Regions from separate parts of the Triticum aestivum genome. Here region 1 is linked to region 2. A link is a contact called in public Hi-C data. All regions are on one chromosome and are shown on one strand. Each heading gives the region's core, a stretch centred on a gene start, on an enhancer-like site or on the middle of the called end of the contact. The rest is flanking DNA. Distances are from core to core; before and after follow the strand shown.

Region 1 (4,566 bases), core at 197-2,696, 41 kb before region 2:
GTTTAGCGTTCTCTAGTGGTGGTGCGACAGATGTTCTCGTGACTGGCCGCACCATGGTTGGACATGGGGTGTGCTTGCTAGGCTGAAAACCCTGTCTGGCTTAGGCTACGTCTACGGAGGCGGTGTCTGTGGACGTCATCACCTTTTTGAACTCTTCATCATGGTTGCTCCTGGTGCATTGTCATGCTCCTAGTGAAAATCTTGATCCTTTCAATCGAGCTGTGGCAGCGCTTCGGTATCGTTTCCTTCCTGAAGATACCATGTTGGAGCTCATGGTTCGCCAGCGTTTAGCTTCGCCTCCTCGCGGTGGGTTGTTCACGGTTGAGGGTGCCATCGACTCCATAGTGATGCTTAGTGTCCATCTATTGTCTAACTGTAGTTGTATTGCGTGATGTTGCTGACATTTAGCATCACCCCATATATATCTTGCCTTGGATGCGTGTGTTGTGGTGATGTGGTGTTTTGCGTCGGTTTGTATGGTGATCATTGCTTTACATATAAAACAAGGCGAAAACCTTTTTCTTCCAGTAATCAACCTGTGGTGGTTATACAGATGGATTAAACTCCAGGTTTGTTGCTTTGCGTCTTGTTAAGCTGGAATATTTTTTTGGGTGTGCTTAGGTCTCAGTCGATTGAGATTTAGCAAAGTCTCGATTAAAGTAACGTAACATACAATCGAAAAAAAAGAAAATTTTGCATGGATTCTAATCACTGTTCAAGATATCTTTCGATATGCCGATAAATCGGCCGATTTATCGCTTAAGGCTGTCAGACCGATAAGATAAATCGGCCGATAAATCAGCCGATATGGCGATAAATCGGCCGATATGCCGATAAACTGGCCAATTTACCCCTTATCATGGGTCGACCGATAAGTTTCCGATAAGCGATATCCCCAACATTGATTCTAATGTAAGATCTTACGGATATACTATCGACCGAGACTTGACAAAATCTAAGTCGACCAAGACTTCGCAAGATTGTATTTTTTTTCCGCTGGGACGTGATCACCTTATTGATAGTGAGGTACGCGCGGTGATTTACCAAAACTCTTCAACTAGTGTCCCGCACTGTGAGTGTGCGTGCTGCGTGCATGTGGTGTCAGTGGTGATGGTGTGCATATATGATATGTACGCGTCTATGCTGTACTCACTCGATGTTTCTTGGAAAAGAGAGAGAGAGAGAGAGAGAGAGAGAAATGGAGGGCCAGCTAGCCAGCACGGATCGACGAAACGAATATATGATCGGTGCTGCTGTACTTGGTAAAAAGAGGCAATCATCAGCAAGGACGACATATGCGACCCCTTGAAAAATATATGGATGGATGGATCCATCATCCACGGCACTGTCCGTCCTGGTGGCTGGTGCGATTGATATACTAGTGATAGATGTGCATTGACATCAGCCTCCACTCCACTTGCCGGCCGGGCCGGCAACTTATCGCTATCTTCCTCCTCTATCCCCAATCGAAAGGAAAGCAAAAGCAAGCAAAGAGCATGTAGATCCAAGACGTGTGCCCATGGATGCGACCTCACCTGCCCCTGCCCCTGCCCGACCGCCTATAAGACGGCCGTCGACCACACCACCTCCCAAGTGGAGTCCTTCATTCCATTCCGTTCCATTTCCATACGTTTCTTCCTCGAGTCAAGTGGCTCTTGATTGATCCCACCACCAGCCGCACCACCAACGTCTTCTGTCCGTAGCTCCTTGGTGCCTAGCTGCTGTGTTCACATCACATCTCCATCGATGAAGACGAAGCAGGCTTCCAAGGCCAAGGCGGCGCCGTCGCCGGGGAAGGAGGAGGAAGCAGTTGCATCGGGTGGTTTCCGCAAGGGGCCATGGACGGAGCAGGAGGACATGAAGCTGGCGTGGTTCGTGCGGCTCTTCGGCGAGCGCCGCTGGGATTTCTTAGCTAAGGTGTCAGGTTTGCAAGGTGGCGGGTGACCCATGCCGTGCCATGCATGCGCCATGCATGCATGCATGTCTGGGACCAAAATATGATGTAGCCATGGTCCTTTGTGTGCTAACGCTCTCGGTCTCCGCCGGCACCTCTTGCTCTTGTGTTTGTCTTGGCGACAGGTCTTAACCGGACGGGGAAGAGCTGCCGGCTCCGGTGGGTCAACTACCTGCACCCGGACCTCAAGCGCGGCCGGATGAGCCCCGAAGAGGAGCGCCTCGTCGTCGACCTCCACGCCCGCTGGGGCAACCGCTGGTCACGCATCGCCAAGGCCATGCCGGGGCGCACCGACAACGAGATCAAGAACTACTGGCGCACCCACACCCGCAAGCTCCACAAGGACACGCGCGCCTCTGCTGCTTCGGCCTCTACGACCACGTCCACGTCCATGTCGGCGGCGTCTCCGGCCACCACGTCCAGCTCCTCCTCTTCAACGATCGACAACGACAACAACTCGCATCACGGCCACCGCGACCAAGAGACGGCGGCCAGCCAGGAACAAGCGGATAACCAGCTGCTCTACACCGCCGGCATCGGCATGGACAGCCACCTCCTTTGGAACGACGCCATCATGGACTCCTACGCATGGGGAGCCGCCGTGCCGTCGATGATAGTGCCGCCGCCTTCATCGCCGGTGTGGGACTACTGCTGCTCGGATTCGCTCTGGGGGATAGGCGACGACGAGGTCGAGTACAAGAAGATGCTCGCCGTCGCCGGTGCCTCATGATCTTTTTCATACACAATCGATCTTTGCTTAGCCAATTACTAGCTGCCAACTAGCTGAAGATGCTTACGTGCATGCGTCCAAGTCATATCCTAGCTGAGACGAGACTTGATATGTACTCTCCATGTGATCAGTGCATGCCTGCCTTGGGATTTATGCTTTTGTACATGTAATCTCCATGTGTATGTATGATAGAGTAATAACTACACATATGCATGTAATTATTTTTATTATGGTATAATTTTCAATATCTCCTTAATGTTTTAGCAATGTATAACAGCTACTAGCTGTACTATATATACTAGTACTTGAGAACTCGGATGGACTTTGTAAAAAAGAAATAAAGATTTGACCACCATGAGTATATCCCCTCAATCTATTTAATCTGGATGTTTTTGTGCAATACACACACACACACGATATGTTCATTCATTCATCATGTTGATGCCGAAGTAGGCCCTTCTTTAATTCCGGATATCGAAACTAAAGGCTGGCGAAATTTGCATAAACGGAATTGAGTTTGTCTAATTCACATTTAGATATTTTTTAAGGATGTCACATCTAATCTCCCACAAATAACGTAGCAACAAGGAACGAAAAAAAAAGCTGGGATAAAAAAAACAGACCACAAACATAGTGGACATCAGGTTAGATGTGACATAACTATGTCACATCTAGATGTGTCCTAGACAGACCCAGCGAAATTAGCATATTCCATCAAGTACTTCATAATTAAAGAGAATCCGCATAAGAAATGTATTCCGAGGTCAACCAATCAATCTATTCTGATACCCAGAATCTAATAATTGCTTCAAGAACTCGCTAGAACCTCTACTATACCTTTCTATTTCAGCCTCTAATTCCTATGCCAGGAGAGGTTCACAAGGGCACGTAACTCATGAAGATGCTGACCTGAAGATGATCATCTGATCGTTCCTGTCCCTGTCCTAGCTACTTTTTCTAGCCATCTTGCATCTAGAAGAAATATTTCCTATGCATCCTTTTCATGCCCCAATCTCAATCAGTTAATTCCAAATGGATCTTGTGCATGATCGCAAACAGCAGCACTGCTCTGATCGATAATCTGCAGCTGCAGTACTACTCGGTGAGATAGGGACAGGGATCGTCAGTGGGTGATCAGTGGTTGCAAGTTGCAAGTAAAGTTGTGAAGGAAAATTGAAAAATAAAATAAGGAGAGGTCCAGGTAGTTGTGATAAGGGAGCATGGAGTTAAAAATTGTGGTGACAAAAAGCTAGGTGGTGTGTGTGATAAGGAGCTAGCAGCAGCATCAACTTGTTTGCTACCTTTCTTGCATTACTTCTAATATTATCTTGGTCATTGCTAATTTACTCCATCTGTCTAGCTAGTGCTTCATCAAAAACAAACTTTAGTTTCTTTCTTGCTCCTAGTGGTGCTCTTAGTGGTACATGTGGTACTAATGCTAACCTCATCTTCCCACTTTTTTCTGCACTTAATTATATTGCTCCTCTAGGATGGATGTAGATAATATATATTCAAATGATCTAGATACCTCTTTACCTAGTTCAATGCCATTCAAGGGCACTATCTAGATAGCTGGCTAGCATGGAACATGCATGGATGGTTGCCACGCTTAGCATGGAAAAGCCTCAAACAAGGCGATTAAGCAAGATATGCTCTGATTCAGAAGGATACTACACCACACGCCTAACTAATCTATTGAAGGATGCCTCCACTCCATGCACATATGAGAGGAAGCACCAATGATATCGATGTACGCTTTGGACTTAATTACTAGGCCTAATTTCGGTACACACCACACCTAATTTTGGTATACCCATGAGCCATCACACATACTTTTGGTAGTATCCGTCACAAATGCAGAGTGTGTCGTCTTGTCTCATGG
Region 2 (4,530 bases), core at 1,535-4,034:
AAATGAAAAAAGGTGGATGCTATGGCATTGGGTTCGTTGACCCAAATACCATTAATGAATACACATGGAAATTAGATTCATATTACGAAAAAAGTGTAGAGGAAAGCATGCTAGAGTTCTTCAAGCGCCTCAAATACAATGATGATATACTACTTCCTTACAACTTCGAGTGAGTCACACTGTCTTGTACTATAAATTCTGTTTTTGCCTACTAGCTAGCTACATGTTTTTGCTTACATATGCCCGCTTAATTAAGACATGTAAACGTGTGTGAATGAAGATTTCACTGGATCTTGTTAATCATTAAAGTTGATGAAGGAACAGTTGAAGTACTAGAATCACTACTTAAGAAACCAACTGACTACACCATCATGAAGGGGGTAGTCAACAGGTAATTTCAATCATTATTAACTATATCTCGGCCTATTTAATTAGTTCGTCATTTCCTGATAACAACTATTTAATAACCCATTTATTCATTTTCTTTGTCGGCGGGCAGGGCTTGGGCAAAGTTCATCAGCGTCACTCCAGGCCAATGGAAACCAAATCTGAAATGGTATCGACCCATGGTAAGTAATTAAGTAGTACTAGCTAGCTGTCATCTCTTTAATTATCATGATTTATTAATTATTATCTGATCAAATTCCATTCTCGTAAAGGCCCTGAAGCAGGCGCCGGGGAATAATCTGTGTGCATACTACGTTTGCGAGAACATTCGCATGATAGCGTCCGAAAGGAGCAGATCTCAAAGACAGGAGTGGGTACGATTGTCAGAACATTATTCACAATTTTTACACCATTATCGATATCTAGTCACATAACTAATACACATGCATATTGATCTCCTTCTTAACAGTTCAAAGAGGTGCGGGAGAAGCTCCTACCAGAGGACCGCATAGAAGCAATTCAAGAGGAAATAGCGGAATTTTTGCTCGACCAGGTCATAGATCCCAAAGGAGAATATTTTTACCCGCTACCGCCCCATGAACCACTTCTAATTGTTATCGTGCTCCGAAGGGACCAATTAGGCTAATGTTACTGGCTCCGAAGGCACCAATTAGGAGAAATTATATATAGCTAGCTAATTGTGTGTGTGTGTGTGTCTATATATATATATATATATATATATATATATATATATATATATATATATATATATATATATATATATATATATATATATACATGTGTGTATATATGTGTGAATTAATTAGGTAATCTTATGATTATTTCATAACTAAATTACATTTGGAATTCAAATAGTTACATTCATATTGATTTACTACATAAAATTTGATATAAGAAAATAAAAATATAGTTTAATACAAGAAAATTTGTAGTTTATGTGTATTTTGGACTATGTTTTTACGTTTGTAATTTTACATAACATAAAATATTTTTTACGGCGATTATATATTTTCTTACGGTCCCTTTTTGCATCGGAAATAAGACAAAACTTACGGAACGTAAAATTACGATGCATTGATGGTAAAATAGAGGGGGTGAAGAATAACTATTCCTCACCCAGAGTGACGAATATCGCGAATATATATATATATATATATATATATATATATATATATATATATATATATATATATATATATATAAAATATGCAGTATCGTAAAATATAATGTATATAATATGCAGTATCGTAAAATACCAGCAAACGAAAAAGAATTAAATGGAAAACACAAAATTAAATGAAAAAGAAATCATAAACCCAAAATCCCCAACCTTTTAATACCGGTTGGTGTCACCAACCGGTACTAAAGGGCTCCCTGCCCCCGGAGCTGGCTCGTGCCACGTGGTTGCCTTTAGCACCGGTTCGTGTTGAACCGGTACTAAAGGGGGAGGGGACCTTTAGTGTCGGTTATCGAACCGGCACTAAAAGGCCTTACGAATCGGTGCTATTGTCCGGTTCTACACTAGTGCATACAGTAAAAGACAAAAATGTGCAATGTATTAAATGAAGAGTCACTGTAATTAAGATGGTAATGACGCAGAGATATTCCCCGAGAGATACATATGCCCGGAAAAGAAAAACAAGTGTACAGAGACAGTGCATGCACTAGCATCAGTGGACGACATACAAAACCTCTTTCATGCAACGCACTAGCAATCTTTCCTTCTTTTTTTGCTTTTTTTTTGCGAATAACTAACAATCTTTCCTTGTCACACTTTTATCTGAGAAACAGTTCTTCTACACTAATTACCCAGCATGTATCCACATATTTTTTAGAGGAAGTGTATAAGCCTGTTTTATCCTGATACCAAATTTCATACTCCCTCCATTCCAAAATATAGTGCGCCCGTGTTTTCCGAGGTTCAACTTTGACCATAAATTTAACCAACGAGACCAACTGCGGCGGGAGAAAAATTATATAATTGAAAACTTCTTTCGAATACGAATTCACTGATATAATTTTTGCTCGCGCCGCAATCGGTCTTGATAGTTAAATTTACGATCAAAGTTAAAGCACGAGGATAAAGGAAGCACTACATTGTGGAATGAAGGGAGTATGTATTTATGTCAGATTTATATTATTTTAAGGCGACGATGCATGCATCTTTTTTCTTCGCAAACCATGAATGCAGTTTTCCTTTTTTTTTGAGATAATGCAATTTTCCTTTTGTGGAATGCTGCATGCGTATATGGGCCAGCTAACCAGAAGGGCAGCAGAGTTAGCCCATCAGGAAACCAGGACCTTATCGAGGCTCATGCAGGTCCGCGTCTGTCAACTTCTGATCCAGTCATGCATCTCTAGGCGGACCAAACAATTGCGCTATCACGGCATCTACTTGGAGAGCTCCTAACCGGCGATCCTTTGGCGCGGGAGCACCTATGTGCCGCTTACTGCGGCAAACAGTCGGGGATTCACACAGGGCGCCCCCGACTGGGCCGGTCCACACAGGCAGCGAGCGGTGTAAAAATGAAAGAAAAGCATGAAGCTTCAGCGAGGACTCAATATCATGACCGCACACTTGTAGAGCGAGGTACCTAACCACTACGCCTGACTGACACTTGTGGTGATATGGCAATGCGAATACTATAGAACTAACCACATCACCAGATCCGGTTATTTTTCCTTTTTTTATCTTTCCTTATAATTTCTGAATCTATTTTTAAATGGAAGAACGCTTTTATGAACACACACAAGTTTTAAACTTTTTTAGCATTTTTCCGAATATGTAATCAAATTTAAAAATAGGAACAATTTCGAAGTTATGTAAAAATATTGAAAAACAGGAACATTTTTAAAAATTAGATCAGTTTTCATCAAAACAGACAAGTTTTTTGAAAATGTGAACAATATTTTGAATTATTGAAAAAAATAAAAACAGGAACATATTTTGAATTTGTAAACAAATTCTGAAAAATATGAACATTTTGTTAAATTCTAAAAAATAAATCACAAACATGAACAATTTTTGACGAAATGCGAACATTTTTTGAATTTGTGAAGACTTTTCCAAAAGAGGAGCATCTTTTAATTTGTGAACAAATTCTGAGAGCAGGAACATTTTTAATTCGTGATTTTGTTTTTAAACGGGAACATTTTTTTAGAATGATGAACAATTTTTGAAAGATGTGATTTTTTTCGAGGAAAATGTACCAAACAAAATTTGAAAAATGATCATTTTTTGAAAATTGAAAACAAATTTTTGAAACATTCCAAAAAAACTGCTCTTGAACCTAAAATTTGTTCAAAAATTCCGAAAAAAAATTCTATACTTTGAAAAAGTGCGAATATATTTTGAATTTCTGAACATTTTGATAGACAGGAACATTTTTTTGCCTATGCGAACAAAAAAATTGAAACTGCAGAAAATGTTTTTTAAAACCATGAGACTTTTTTTAAGTTTTGAACAAATATTTGAAAATGGAACATTTCATGAAATTATGAACATTTTTTGAAACAAATCAAACAAATTTTGCAAGTTAGGAACAAAATTTGAAAACAGGAGCATTTTTTAAAATGAAAATTTTTGTAAAATGTGAACATCTTTTGAAAAATAAAAAGAAATTTGAGAAAGAAAATTGAAAATGAAAAAAAAAAGATAATCAGAGAAAAAATAAAAATTAAATAAATAAATAAAATAAACAGAAAAGGAAACAGGGAGAGAAAAGGGAAAAAGAAATAGAAAAATAAGATAGATGAAAAGATAAACAGAAAAGAAAGAAATCCGGTTGGGAACCTCTAGAAGGTTCCCAAAACTGGGAACGCTGAAAGGGCGTAAACAGGCTGGCCCAATACGACCTATCGCATCGACCGCCTGTGCGAACACTTGTTGCCGCAGAGAGCGGCGAATAGCAAATTCCCTTTGGCGTGTTAATTGGGCTTGGCACATTTTCTTTTTTCCCCTTCTGTTTAGAACGTTCACAAAATAATGCAGGGCCGGGACTACAAACCCGCGACCAGCTCCTTCGAAGCAAACGACCGTAACCACGGGGCCATTGAAGGACTAGTGCTTTTTAAACTTTTTTTTTCTTTATTTTACTTCTCTCTTCAATCACGGCAACCCCA

What was found. A called contact is a pair of places that touch in the nucleus more often than the background predicts.
Region 1: a Hi-C map of leaf shows a contact between it and region 2, with 2.5 times the contacts expected there. The contact joins the promoter of LOC123063737 here to the enhancer-like site in region 2. A contact is called at or near these places in 2 of 5 Hi-C or Micro-C datasets (both in leaf).

The regions. Positions count from the first base shown.
Region 1 is chr3A:748,815,381-748,819,946 of IWGSC CS RefSeq v2.1, reverse strand. LOC123063737 (transcription factor MYB59) reads left to right here and starts at 1,446. Exons shown (of 2, transcript XM_044487645.1): 1 at 1,446-1,924; 2 at 2,080-2,931. The coding sequence starts at 1,747. The coding sequence ends at 2,684.
Region 2 is chr3A:748,775,280-748,779,809 of IWGSC CS RefSeq v2.1, reverse strand. No RefSeq gene overlaps it. Among protein-coding and RNA genes, the nearest start is that of LOC123063736, 32 kb to the right of the region's middle. Within about 2 kb of position 2,784, at least 5 of the 8 cell types and tissues checked have an H3K27ac peak or open chromatin away from gene starts, as enhancers often do. A contact at or near this core is called in leaf, where this site is marked.